Linked DNA regions of Capra hircus: region 2 is linked to region 1. Evidence: chromatin contacts called from public Hi-C data. All regions are on one chromosome and are shown on one strand. Each heading gives the region's core, a stretch centred on a gene start, on an enhancer-like site or on the middle of the called end of the contact. The rest is flanking DNA. Distances are from core to core; before and after follow the strand shown. Region 1 overlaps PIP4K2A (phosphatidylinositol 5-phosphate 4-kinase type-2 alpha). Region 2 overlaps ARMC3 (armadillo repeat-containing protein 3).

The links. A called contact is a pair of places that touch in the nucleus more often than the background predicts.
Region 2: a contact with region 1 is called in a Hi-C map of blood, with 3 times the contacts expected there. The contact joins two enhancer-like sites. A contact is called at or near these places in 2 of 5 Hi-C or Micro-C datasets (both in blood).

What each region holds. Positions count from the first base shown.
Region 1 is chr13:23,134,287-23,141,596 of ARS1.2, reverse strand. The region is part of intron 1 of PIP4K2A (phosphatidylinositol 5-phosphate 4-kinase type-2 alpha); the gene reads left to right. Among named protein-coding and RNA genes, the nearest start is that of TRNAS-GGA, 7.7 kb to the right of the region's middle. Within about 2 kb of position 3,291, at least 1 of the 5 cell types and tissues checked has an H3K27ac peak or open chromatin away from gene starts, as enhancers often do.
Region 2 is chr13:23,405,111-23,412,420 of ARS1.2, reverse strand. The region is part of intron 9 of ARMC3 (armadillo repeat-containing protein 3); the gene reads right to left. Among named protein-coding and RNA genes, the nearest start is that of ARMC3, 50 kb to the right of the region's middle. Within about 2 kb of position 3,615, at least 1 of the 5 cell types and tissues checked has an H3K27ac peak or open chromatin away from gene starts, as enhancers often do.

The sequences.
Region 1 (7,310 bases), core at 2,042-4,541:
TCCTCCAAGGTCTATCTCCAACATCTCCTTAAACTCTGTGGATAACAGTCTCTTCCTGCTAGATGCAGATAGCACTTGAAAAAAAAAAGTCATAGACTATATATTTTAGAGATGTTATAGATTCAGATAAAAATTGAAGGAAAGTTACAGGGAGTTCTCCGCCCACCCCCCACCACCATCAACATCTTGCACCAGGCAGTACGTCTGTTCCAATGATGAACCAACATTGACACCTCATTACCAGGCAGAGTCCATAGTTTACACTAGGGTTCACTCTACGTTGTACATTTTATGGGCTTTGACAAATGTATGATGACACTCACCCACCATTAATTATCATCCAGAGTATTTTTCCTGCCCCCCGAACCTCCTGTGCTCTACTTATTCCTCCCTCTCTCCCCTGAAAGCTGCTGGCAATTTTCACTCATTTTATATAATGTCTGTTTTCATCACTTGGTTTTTTGAAGCCCCCTCATCTTAGTCTTGGGCTTCTCAGATGGCACTAGTGGTAAAGAACCCACACTGCCAAGGCAGGAATCATGAGACACAGGTTTAATCCCTAGATAGGGAATATCCCCTGAAAGAGGGCATGGCAATGCACTCCAGTATTTGTGCCTGGAGAATCCCGGGGACAGAGGAGCCTCACGGGCTATGGTCTATAGGGTCTCAAAGAGACAGACATGACTGAAACAACTTAACACACACACACACACACACACACACACACACACACACACACATGTTAGGTCTTCATTACATAGGTCTCTAAAAAATATGGATACATAGATTACATATTTGAAATCTCACTTCAGAACTTCCCTGGCAGTCCAGTGGTTAACACTTTGCCTTCCAATGCAGGGGGTGTGGGTTTGATCCCTGGTCAGGGAGCTAGGATCCCACATGCCTCACAGCCCAAGAAAAAACCCAAAACAGAAAAAATTTTGTAACAAATTCAATAAAGACTTTTAAAAAATAAAATCTCACTTAAAGAATAAAATCTCAGTAAATATCTCCTATGGAAGGTCTGGAATTTTACTCAAGTTAGAATTTTTTGATGGGGCTGGGGCAGGGAGGACATAGCACCAATTTTAAGAGGTTGTTTTTGGAAGAGAACAATGAACCTTGATAGTTAGGGAGACATTCTTCAGCTTAGTTCAGGTCAACAAGTATTTGGTGAAATCAAAGGTGACTTTGGCTTCATGTACCAGTTGTCTGTGCTCCTTCCTAAATGGTTCCTCCATAGACCGAAAAAAAATCTATACTTCCGGAAAAACTTTGCACTCTGCTGAATGGAGAGACGGCGAGTTGGGTGGTAGGAAAGAACACTTCATTGAATCCTTCTTTAGAGTCATCTCCTTTTCTGATGTAGAATAACTACCTCTTGATTTTCTAAATTCGGACTTTTTAAGGATGCTCTTTCATTTTAATTAAAAAGCAAGTACATGCCAAACAGGTTAGCAGTAAGGGGCCACAGAGCATGATACTGTTGCAAAGAGCTCAACAAAATCGCATACAGTGCTAAAGCTGTATGAGCAGCCCTGTCAGCAAGTGTCTGTATGTTCTGCAGATCTGCAACCACTAAGGAAACGAAGGCGCACGGTACACAAGAGGTGCTGTAGGAAAGGAAGGGGAGACACCAGAGAAAGACATCATCACGGTTTCTCAGCACAGAAGCTGTGATGAGCTGTTATCTTAGGTTTCCTAACGGTCTTGAAGGAAACGGGCAGCGCTGCTTCTGGAATACAGTCCTGTTCTGATCACGCCTGCTCCCCCCACCCCCCATCCTCTGGGGCTGGCTTCTTTGGTCCAGGCTGCAATTTGTGGCCAGGTGTCTTCCAGGCACTCAGGGTTGCCTCGGACTCTCGGCTGCAGTGCATCTGCTCTGTGGAATGTCAGCTGTAGTTTCTCACTTCAGTTGCAGGCTCGTCAAGTCTCTAAGCCAAATAAGCATTTCTTTTTCCCCCTAGTTTTATTGAGAAATAATTGACATACAGCACTGTATAAGTTTCAGACGACTTGACTTACATCATGAAGTGAATATCACAAGTTTTGTGACATTCATCATCTCATATAGATACAAAGTTAAAGAAATAGAGAAAAGTTATTTTCTTGTGATGAGAACTCTTAAGATTTACTCTCTTGACAACTTTCGTATGTAGCATACAGCAGTGTTAATTATATGTATCATGTTGTACATTACATCCCTAGTATGTATTTATATGAATAATCACATTTTGATGTAACCACATTTGTTTTAAATGAAAGTCAGCAAAGATTTACTAAGGGTTTTCTCTGGGACAGCACCCTAGGGATATTGACAGTGACAGCCAGGCTCACTGACCAAGTGCCAGGCAGTGTTGTGGACTCAGTGCACGCTCCCAGCAACCCCAAGCACATAGGCTCTGCTCTAAACACTGCATCCGAGATGCCTTGAAATATACGCTGTCTTCATCTACGTGTGGAACTTTCACTTCTTATGGCCAGTCTCCTCCAGGCTGGGGCAAGGGTTTGAGAAAACAAAGCGACCCTCAAGTGCTTAGGATCCACGTTTGCTGTCTTGCTTCTTCAGTTGTCGCCTGTATGAAGTGCTGTTGGAATGTCAAATTATGAACTTCTGGGTGTGGCCTCATGGAATGGCAGCCCAGCTGAGAAGGATTCAGCACCAGCTGGGAGTGGGAAATAGCCCCCCTCCTCTGTTGAGCTCTTCTGGCTGCACTCAGAATAAAACTGACAGAAGACAGATTGACCAGAGGAACAGCAACATGTTTTAATTCATGGGCACAGAGATGTCATGGAAATGGGACCTTAGGAGTGGGACCAAAGCAGGCAGTTTTTACATGTTGTAGACAAATAGATTTTTGAGGAATTGATGGGACAAAGAGACTTAGGTTTGGAGAACCCAATTAGTGAAGAATTTAGACAGAGTTTGGGCTTGTCAATTAAAGAAATAACCAGGCTTGTTTATATAGGCTTCTGGCGTGAATCCCCTGTCTTTGATGATAAGGGTGACTGCCTGTCTAATTGCAGAGAAGGCACCTATCACTTGAAATCGATTTCTTGCTTTCCGGCAGACAGGACAGTCAGAGCGTCCCTCCTCCTTTTATGATCTATGTATATAATTTTATTTATTTATTTATGGCTGTGCTGGGTCTTCGTTGTTTCGTGGGCTCTTCCCTAGTTGCGAGGAGTGGGGCTGCCATCTAGTTGCGGTGCGTGGGCTTCTCATTGTGGCGGCTTCTCTTACTGCGGAGCGCGGGCTCTCAGACAGGTTGACTTCAGTAGCTGTGGCCTGTGAGCTCAGCAGCTGCAGCTCCCAGGCTGCACAGGCTCGGTGGGTGTGGCACATGGGCTTAGCTGCTCTGTGGCCTGTGGGGTTTCTCAGATCAGGGATCGAACCCGTGACTCCTGCATTGACAGGTGGATTCTTTACCACTGAGCCACCAGGGAAGCCTGGAATGTCCCTCTTGGGCTGGCTATTTCTTAATTAACTTTAGTTCAGAATAATTACTATGCCTCAGAGGCACATTTTGGGATGGGCTACCCAACAGCACCCCTTTCCCCTTGGGCTTCTTGCCCCATGTCCCTCTGTACCCCAGCTCCCCTCTTCTCCCTATATCCTTTCCTGCAGGCTCAGAGCAGCACCCAGAAACCACAGCCTATGCTGAATAATGAAAGTGACATTGTATTTTCCCTCTCAAACCAGACAAAGCTGGGGTTTCTTCCATGAAGAATTTTTACCATGGGTAACTGGGTAAACCAAAAAGAGCAGAAAGCTGTAGAAATTTAAAGTGGACAATTGTACTTTACGTGAGTGTTTGGTTTGCTTTATGTAGTAGTCATCTGCCCCTTAAGCAGTTTTCCTCTGGTTACTTTAAGTAACTGGACAGGTTTTATTTATTTCTTTTTAAAATTTATATCCTTTTTATTTATTTATGAGTATAAGACAATTGGCAGTTGACTGCCATGGCTGAGTGCCCAGATTCTGGAGTTGCTCTGACCAGGTGAACAAAATCAGGCCACACTGTGTAGAGGTCACTATGACCTTGAGCCAGTCACTGAACTGCTTGCAGCCTTGGTTTTCTTATTTGTTTAGGGCTGGGAGTGAAACAGTCCTGTTCATTTCACAGGGTTGTTAAAACAGTTGCCTAAGAAAGAGTGTAAAACAGTTTGCAGATACCAGACTCATTTGTTTGTTATTGTTTAGTCCCTAAGTTGTGTCCAACTCTTTTACGACCCCATGGGCTATAGCCCACCAGGCTCCCCTGTCCATGGGATTTTTCCCAGGCAAGAACACCGTAGTGGGTTGCCATTTCCTTCTCCAGGGAATCTTCCCAGACGAGGGATTGAACCCACATCTGAATTGGCAGGTGGATTCTTTACCACTGAGCCAGCAGGAAAGCCTATAGTAAGTCCTACATAAATGTTAGCCTTGAGGATGTGTTGTTATTGTTAATTTTTAGAAATGATGAATGCCAAAGACAAAAACGTGCTGTGTAGATAGAAAACCAAATAAATAAAAGAAACATAGAAAATAAAACCCAGCTGCTTTCCAAAAGTAAGGCACCCCACCCCCCGCCCCCATTCCTTGACTGGGAATTATTCATAAAACTTGACAATGAAACAGAGTCTAGAATATTTCATGTCCTATTCTCCTTATTTCCCCCCCATAATTTTAATTAAAAAAAATAAGCCTTAAGGATTCATTCATTCATTCAGCACTGAGCCTGGTACCTAGACTATAGGTATATATCCTACCCCTGAGGGATATGCTTCTTGCTCATAGAGTAGAACAGATGGTACTCTTATCCCTATGGGGCATGAGAAAAATATTCCAGTTAATACTATATAAGATGCATACGTGGCATCAGTTCACTTCAGTCACTCAGTCATGTCCACTCTCTGCAACCCCATGAACTGCAGCACGCCAGGCTTCCCTGTCCATCACCAAGTCCCGGAGCTTACTCGAACTCATGTCCATCGAGTCAGCAATGCCATCCAACCATATCATCCTCTGTTATCCCCTTCTCCTCCCACCTTCAGTCTTTCCCAGCATCAAGGTCTTTTCCAGTGAGTCAATTCTTCGCATCAGATGGCCTAAGTATTGGAGCTTCAGCTTCAGCATCAGTCCTTCCAATGAATATTCAGGACTGGTTTCCTTTAGAATGGACTGGTTGGATCTCCTTGCAGTCCAAGTGACTCTCAAAGTCTTCTCCAACACCACAGTTCAAAAGCATCAACTCTTCGGTGCTCAGCTTTCTTTATAGTCCAACTCTCACATCCATACATGACTATTGGAAAAACCGTAGTTATGACTAGGTGGACCTTTGTTGGTAAAGTAATGTCTCTGCTTTTTAATATGCTATCTAGGTTGGTCATAGCTTTTCTTCCAAGGAACAAGCGTCTTTTAATTTCATGGCTGCAATCACCATCTGCAGTGATTTTTGAGCCCCCCAAAATAAAGTCTGTCACTGTTTCCATTGTTTCCCCTTCTGTTTGCCATGAAGTGATGGAACCAGATACCATGATCTTAGTTTTCTGAATGTTGAGTTCTAAGCCAACTTTTCACTTTCCTCTTTCACTTTCATCAAGAGGCTCTTTAGTTCTTCTTCACTTTCTGCCATAAGGGTAGTGTCATCTGCATATCTGAGGTTATTGATATTTCTCCCAGCAATCTTGATTCCAGCTTGTGCTTCATCCAGCCCAGCATTTCGCATGATGTACTCTGCATATAAGTTAAATAAGCAAGAGGACAATATACAGCCTTGACATACTCCTTACCTGATTTGGAACCAGTCTGTTGTTCCATATCTAGTTGTAAATGTTGCTTCTTGACCTGCATACAGATTTCTCAGGAGGCAGATCAGGCAGTCTGGTATTCTCAGCTCTTGAAGAATTTTCCACAGTTTGTTGTGATCCACACAGTCAAAGGCTTTGGTGTAGTAAATAAAGCAGAAATAGATGTTTTTCTGGAACTCTCTTGCTTTTTCGATGATCCAGTGGATGTTGGCAGTTTGATCAGTGATTCCTCTGCCTTTTCTATATCCACCTTGAACATCCAGCTTGAATTTCATGGTTCATGCACTCTTAAAGCCTGGTTTGAAGAATTTTAAGTATTACTTTGCTAGCGTGTGAAATGAGTACAATTGTGTGGAAGTTTGAACATTCTTTGGCCTTGCCCTTCTTTGGGACTGTAGTGAAAACTGACCTTTTCAAGTCTTGTGGCCACTGCTGAGTTTTCCAAATTTGCTGACATATTGAGTGCAGCACTTTCACAGCATCATCTTTCAGGATTTGAAATAGCTCAACTGGAATTCCATCACCTCCACTAGCTTTGTTCGTAGTGGTGCTTCCTAAGGCCCACCTGACTTCGCATTTCAGGATGTCTGGCTCTAGGTGAGTGATCACACCATCGTGGTTATCTGGGTCATGCAGGTCTTTTTTTGTATAGTTTTCTGTGTATTCTTGCCACCTGTTCTTAATATCTTCTGCTTCTGTTAGGTCCATACCATTTCTGTCCTTTATTGTGCCCATCTTTGCATGAAATTTTTGCTTGGTATCTCCAATTTTCTATTGTTTTCTTCTATTTCTTTGCACTGATCACTGAGGAAGGCTTTCATGTCTCTCCTTGCTATTCTTTGGAACTCTGTACTCAAATGGGTATATCTTTCCTTTTCTCCTTTGCCTTTAGCTTCTCTTCTTTTCTCAGCTATTTGTAAGGGCTCCTCAGACAACTATTTTGCCTTTTTACATTTCTTTTTCTTGGAGATGTCTTGATCACTGCCTCCTGTAAAATGTCATGAACCTCCGTCTGTAGTTCTTCAGTCTATCAGATCTAATCCCTTGTATCTATTTCTCACTTCCACTGTATAATCTTAAGGGATTTGATTTAGGTCATACCTAAATGGTCTAGTGGTTTCCCCCCCTTTCTTCAATTTAAGTCTGAATTTGGCAATAAGGAGTTCAAGATCTGAGCCATAGTCAGCTCCTGGTCTTGTTTTTGCTGACTATCCATCTTTGGCTGCAGAGAATATAATCAATCTGATTTTGGTATTGATCATCTAGTGATGTCCATGTGGAGAGGCTTCTCTTGTATTGTTGGAGGAGCATGTTTGCTATGACCAGTGCATTCTCTTGGCAAAACTCTATTAGCTTTTGCCCTGCTTCATTTTGTACTCCAAGCCAAATTTGCCTGTTACTCCGCGTATCTCTTGACTTCCTACTTTTGCATTCTGGTCCCCTAAAATGAAAAAGACATCTTTTTTGGGTGTTAGTTCTAGAAGGTCTGGTAGCAGGTCTTCATAGAACCGTTG
Region 2 (7,310 bases), core at 2,366-4,865, 270 kb before region 1:
TGGAGGCAGTAAAGGGAAGTACATTTTTATGTACTAGCTGTTTAAAAAGCTCAAAGATTCTAGACACAGTGGAATATAGCATTTACTAAATTGAACATAACTGCCAGCACCAAATCATACATGCACAGCTAGGAGAGCAATGTAATATAATGTAGACATATCTGCCCATAATTTGCTATGTGCAGCTCTAAGTGCAAAATGCATAAATGAGATTAAATTATGATATGGAAAATCAAGCTATTAGTCTTACTTAAAAAAAATAATTTCAGTTATAAAAATGGAGTGCAGAATTTGTACTTAAAAAAAAAGAATTGCATTAATTTGGTGTCTTTCAAACCCAAGACTCTATGTCTTATTTCCCCTGTGTCTAACATATACACAAGCCAAATCCTATCCTATTCTAAAACACATTTTTAGTTTCCTAAATGGATCAGCACTATTCAAATAGATAGGATAGAAGTCAAACTGCTTTGTTACAAAGTACAGAATTACAGGGTCATCTGTAATGACCTGAACAATCTGAACCTATTTTCTGATATTTACTATCATTAGTCTCCATCCGGTTGGACTTAAATAAGAGTTTAAAATGTAAATTGAAAAGTTTAACCAAGCTAAAAACCAAATATGGGAATGTATAAAAACATTTTTATATCATATATGTAAATAGAAGTGAAGTTTGACATGTCATGTCTGTCAATTTATTACCAAGTCCTGACTATTTCCCTCCTCTGTATTTCTCAAATCCCTCCCTTTCCTCCATCTCCATCTCTCCCTCTGAATCCAATCCAATATCCTTTCTTATGGATTGATGTAAGTTCTCTCCTAACACACTTTCTCCCTCATCCACTCCAAACTTTTCTCCATCTTACAGTTAAGTGATTTGAAATATATATATATATACACATATATTCATACAGGTATTGATACAAAGATACATATATTTATTTGGCTGCACTGAGTCTTACTCGCCACACATGGGATCTGCCTTCTAAACCTTAGTTGCAGCACATGGGATCTAGCTCCCTGGCTAGGGATCAAGCCTGGGCCCCCTGCGTTGGGAGCACTGATGCAGGTGGACCACTGGACCACCAGAGAAGTTACTGAAGTGACTGAAATGTTTTCACATTTATACTTTTATTGGAGTATAATTGCTTTACAATGTTGTGGTAGTTTCTGCTGTATGATGAAGTGAATCAGCTACATGTATACATCATCCCCTCCTTCTTGAGCCTCCCTCCCACCCCTCGCTTCCCATCCATCTAGGTCATCAGAGCATGACCATGAGCTCCCTGCGCTATGCTGAAGATTCCCACCAACTATTTGCTTTGGCACAATGGTAAAGAATCCACCTGTCAGTGCAGGAGACACAAGAGAAGCAGGTTTGATCCCTGGGTCAGGAAGATCCCCTGGAGTAGGAAATGACAAGCCACTCCAGCATTCTTGCCTAAAAAATTCCATGGACAGAGGAGCCTGGTAGGCTACAGTCCATGGGGTCACAAAAGAGTCAGACACAATTGACTGTCAAACCTCATCTCCCAGTTCATCCCACCCTCCCTGCCCCACCTCATGTCCACACACCTGTTCTCTATGTCTGCATCTCTATTCGGGCCCTGGAACCAGGTTCATTTGTACCATTTTCCTAAATTCTGCATACATGTGTTAATATATAGGTATCTGTTTTTCTCTTTCTTAGCCATAAAAGGGAATGAAATTGGGTCATTTGAAGAGATTTGGGTGGACCTGGAGTCTGTCAAAACAGAGTGAAGTAAAGTTACTTTTTAAATAATATAATCATATTTCTCCTCTACTTAAAGCTTCCACCATTGCCCATTGCTCAGGATAAAGCCCCAGATTTCATGTGTCCTCTGAGGTTAAGCATGAGTTGACCCTGTTCTCCTTCACCCCCACGCTCCCCTGCCACCTCTCCCTGTTGCTTCATCCCAGCCAGGCCTTTCTGGCAACCTTGCCAGGCTCCTTGTCACCTCAGGGTGTCCTCACACTCTGGTCCCCCTGCCTGGACATTTCTTCCCCCAATAATTCCCATTCCTCTTTCAAAGTTCAACACTAACATCTCCTCCTCAAGGAAGCATTTCTTGACCCCCAAACTAGGTCTTGGAGAAGGCAATGGCAACCCACTCCAGTACTCTTGCCTGGAAAATCCCATGGGAGGAGCCTGGTAGGCTGCAGTCCATGGGGTGGCTAAGAGTCGGACACAACTGAGTGGCTTCACTTTCACTTTTCACTTTCATGCATTGGAGAAGGAAATGGCAACCCACTCCAGTGTTCTTGCCTGGAGAATCTCCGGGACGGGGGAGCCTGGTGGGCTTCCGTCGGTGAGGTTGCACAGAGTCGGACATGACTGAAGCGGCTTAGTAGCAGCAAACTAGATCTTCTTTTTCACGTAAGTTCAGAGCATGCATTTGCTAAACATAAACGTTTCTTTTTGTTTAAAAAAAAACGAGATTTGGGTACAAACGTTCACAGTCAGAGAATAGTAACCATCTCAAAATATTATTTCACGGCATATGTTATGGAAAGGAATTCAACACAAAGTTTTTTTTTTTGTATTAAGTCCCCAAGCCCGACAGTGAAAAAGCACTTACAGCAGGGCGCTAAGAATACTAAGGAGAAATGCATTTGCACAGACAGCATCTATTTTATGCCTCCTTGTATTTACTACGCTGTTTCACGTCTGTGTGCCTTTGCACTCATGCTCGCTTTGCCCCAGATGCCCTGCCCTATTTCTCCCACACCTCTGCCTGAGGACCACTAGCTCAACCTGCAAAACCAGCTCACTTGCCCTTTCCTGGGTGAAGTTATCCACATCCATTACTGCCCCTCCTTATTAATCACCCTGCCTCTGTGTCTGCCTGGTATCTACTTCTCAGCCAGGCTGCGAGTCTTTTTATATCCTCAGTGCTGAGAAGATCAATATATTTTAATTGACTTGAATCACCTCAAGGGGAGTGATGAGAACCTCTTGCAGGTGTTGAGAAACACAGAGGGAAAAGTACTCAGCTCAGTTTTAAGTTCACAAGAAGGGAGAGGACTCAGTAGTATGGGGATCTCCACTAGTATCACTTAAACAGCTCCTCTTGAAAGCAGGTTATTTCCTCCTCACCCCTGGGCTTCTCTAATTATACAGTGAAGTCATTTTTATAGGAAGTGTAATAGAATCTTGCGCTTGACACAGTGTCTTTGGGATCTACTCCTTTCAGGTATCAAGGGATGTGGATATTCTGTCTTTGCCGACAGGGTGGACTGTTTATTTGGGCTCTGTCATCGGAGGACATGATTTGGTACCTCTCGGATGTTGATTCTTGCTGCTGTCGGGAGGCTCACATTTAACCCATCTGCAAAGGCTGGTTACATGAATCAAGGGTGACCTTGGGCCGCACGGAAAATCTGTTTAACAGAGCCCACATACCGGGGAATATGTGGAACCCGATGGAACAGATGGTAATATTGGCAATCAGAACCTTGTTTGTTAACAGTGATTACAACCATTCCCACCAGCACGGCTTTTCATATGTCTCCGTGAGGTTTGTCACACCAAAGCAAGACATATTGGTGGCAGGCACGCTGCGAGCGGGGCGGGGAGGTGCATGTGCCCCAATGGCTGGGGGCTGGCGAGTTTAATTGCGGGTTCCCGCGAGTCTATACAGGTGCGAGGCGGGTGGGGCGCGGGCCACTAAAATAAACAGATCTCCTGGTTATCAGAGCCAGATTTGGAATGCTGTGAACAGGATTCCTGACTCTCATTCCAGCCAGCTTTTCAAAGGTAATGACCTGAGAAGTCGAGGGTGTTCGTTAAATTGATCGATTTCTGAGTCCCAAACAGCCGTCATTCCGAGGCAGCCCCACAGCTGCAGAAGACAAAGAAATGTGTCCCCCAACTCTGGCTGAACCCCAGAATTGACAAAAGTAGCCAAGAGATTGTCTCTTTTCAAAGAAATATTTAAAGACGTTTATCCTGTAGTAAGGGACAGAATCATGATTAAACTGCAGGCAAAAATCTTAAAGAATGTAAAGTAACATTATTATTAAACTGAAACCCAGCCATAAAAAACAAACGGAGGAAGCTTTGCGTCCTATAGCAAAATAAGGGGGAAAAAATGCAAAATAAAATTTTTTAAGTATGTGAAATCAAATTGTTTCCATCATACTGAGGTGCCCTAGCAAGTATGATTTGGGGGCTTCCAGGGCATGCTTTTAACTACAGTTGCTGCAACATCACGATTTTTCAAGAGAAAACTGCTACTCAAAAGGAGTCGAGTACACCCTAATCCAGCCCCTCCACAGAGAACACGCAGGTTTTTTTTTTTTTTTTTTTTTACCAATTATGAGGCAGTCAGTCAAGGTGCAGGGAAATCAAACGTAATTTTCTTACAAGTGACATGGAATCTTTATTGACCTGTCTGTTCAATCAGGATACCTCACTTCCATACATGCCACCTTCTGTCTCAAAAAGCTGCAATGCCTGCCAATAATAAACTAGATGCCATCAGGAAAGAACAACTGTCTTCATTTAACATGGCTGACTTGTCTCCTGATAAAATAGGAATAACGGTCAAGGTGTTAGAACATTCATAATAAGTGGCTTCTGCAGCTACCAAATGTTTCTGTTTAGCCTGGAAGTCAGTCTGTTTACATATCTGGATGTGACAGGGGCCACAATCCCAAAGTAATTAGAGATACCACGTTTTTTATTTTCTTAACTAAATAATAAGGATGCTGAAATCTCTAGAGTGACTGCACATTAAAAAACAAAACAAAACACCACTGGCCATTGCCAGGACTACCCTCAGCTCATCAGCTCTAATGTTGCTTCTTCGGAGAGACCCTCTTTGATGAGCTGTGTCATTCCTGTGACTCCTTCCACAACCCTGTTGTCATGCATGCCCCTCTCTATGATATCATGCTGTTTTATTTAATCCATACTGTTACCGCCTCTGAAATTACCTTACAATTACTCATGTGTTGTCTGTCTTCCTGTCCAACCTGTAAGCTTCATGAAAACAGTTTCATGGAACCATTGTCATGTTCCCTACTGAACCCCTAGGGCCTAGAGCAGTGCCTGGCACACAAAGAACACCCAAGTAAAAGTGAAATAATTTACACAAGAAACCAAAATTCACAGATAAGAACTTCCTTAGCCTTTGGGATAAAATGATAAAAGAGGTAAAGAGTGATCCCATCTATTCCTAGTGGAAATTTGTGTTCCAGGCTCCCTGGATCAAGGGTAATCACTTGGATGTGCAAAATAGAATTCAGATTCCATTTTTATTTTGTTTTTGTTTTATAGTTAAGAAAGATTAGATGGCAATGACGACCCTGTATGCAAGACAGGAAAAAAGACACAGATGTGTATAACGGACTTTTGGACTCAGAGGGAGAGGGAGAGGGAGAGGGTGGGATGATTTGGGAGAATGACATTCTAACATGTATACTATCATGTAAGAATTGAATCGCCAGTCTATGTCTGACGCAGGATACAGCATGCTTGGGGCTGGTGCATGGGGATGACCCAGAGAGATGTTATGGGGAGGGAGGTGGGAGGGGGGTTCATGTTTGGGAACGCATGTAAGAATTGAAGATTTTAAAATTAAAAAAATAAAAAACTAAAAAAAAAAAAAAAAGAAAGATTAAAATTTAGTGAGAGAATTGCTCAGGGAGCAAGTCAATCAACAGAGACAAAATTAAAACCATGGTGATCTGACTTTTAGTTCACTACCTTTTTTTTGCAATTATTAATATCTTAAGCTTTGAAAAATATTGTACTTTCAAGGGGGGAAAAAAAAGCCAGCATCTATTTGGTTTACTTCATCATTCCTTAGGAAATGAGAAATAAGGGAGACCATTTTGATTCGCAGCATTCTGGGAATTTTTTACTAACCTTTGAATACTTTTTTTTTCTTTTTCTTATTCTCGTATAAATAGAAAACAAGGGTGAGGAGGAAGTGAAGTGATAACAGGGAAAGAAACCTGGGAGAAAGGTGGAAGGAGGGAGGAAGGAGAGGGGGGGGATGGAAACTCACTTCTCCAAAGGTGCCTTCAGTCTGGTGGAATCTAAAGAGACCAAGAAGGCAGAGGGAAACATTTTGGTGGGAAGATTTGGAGAAGCTCAAACTCAGGGAGATAGTGAGCTGGAGGCAGAGAAAGAAAAATTATGAGCTTTCTCTGGATATAGGTAGCCGACTGGCTCGGCGTATAGTGTCCATCCCACCTCTGTGACCTTGAACAAGGACTGTGCTTCTGTTTCCTCATCTGCAGAATGGACATGATAATAAGACTTGCTACATCATAGGGAACTTTTCAAAGATTTGCTGATACATTCCAAGTACTTAACTAAGTGCCTGGCCACACATTCCAGCTCTCACCATCATTTCACCACTGCTGTCAGCATCGTCATCACCACGTCACCATCATTATCACATCATTACCCACGCCTACTGAGTGAGCCACAAGGGCAGAGATTTTCCTATAATCCTGTCTCCATTCCTGGGATCATGGGAAAATAGCGTCCTGTTTCCAAATTTGCATCTATGTATGAACTTTTCATTTTCAGACAACTTTTCAGCTAGACAGTCAAATCTCCAACCTCTGCAGGGCTGGAGCTGAAGCCATTTCCTCAAGCCTCACCCCCAAGTCTTTGTTTAGGCAACAAATGAGCAGTGAAGGCTGTTTTCAGAGGGATGGAAAATCATGGGAAAAATTAATATAAAAAGTCAAGGATGAGTAAAAGTGGAATTTATGTAGGTATTAAGCTATCCAAACTGTTTGATAATTTCCTCTTAAAGTCAGTTACATTGGAAATTAAGCCTGAAAGAGGTACCAGCAAATTTAAAATAAGGTTATGCAAGTGTCAGTCTTTGCTCTCCAGGTAATAAAAGCAGGATAGATAATTTTCTAATTGAACATTTCATGGGATTCACCTAGCCTCAACTGGTAGCTAATAAAATTCAAACTGTTTGTGAAGGTTGACTAGGCATCAACTGACACAAAATGGGGATACGGAATTGACTTGTTTCATTGCAAAATCCAGCTTTTCATTCTATATACTCCTTAAAATCAAAGGTGTTGATGAATATACAGTTAGCAGAGAAGAAATCTAGGTGCTAAGGTGGGTAGAAACAGAAAGTATCCACTCGGTAAACTTGGACGGAAATAAGGAAAGAATACTACTTAAGTTTACCATGAAGGTGCCTCCCATATATTTTATCTGTTAATTTCAGAAGGCTTTTAAGATAGTGAAGAACACTTTAGATAAGTTTTTGAGGTATCATCCTGAGTACAAAAATCTGATACAC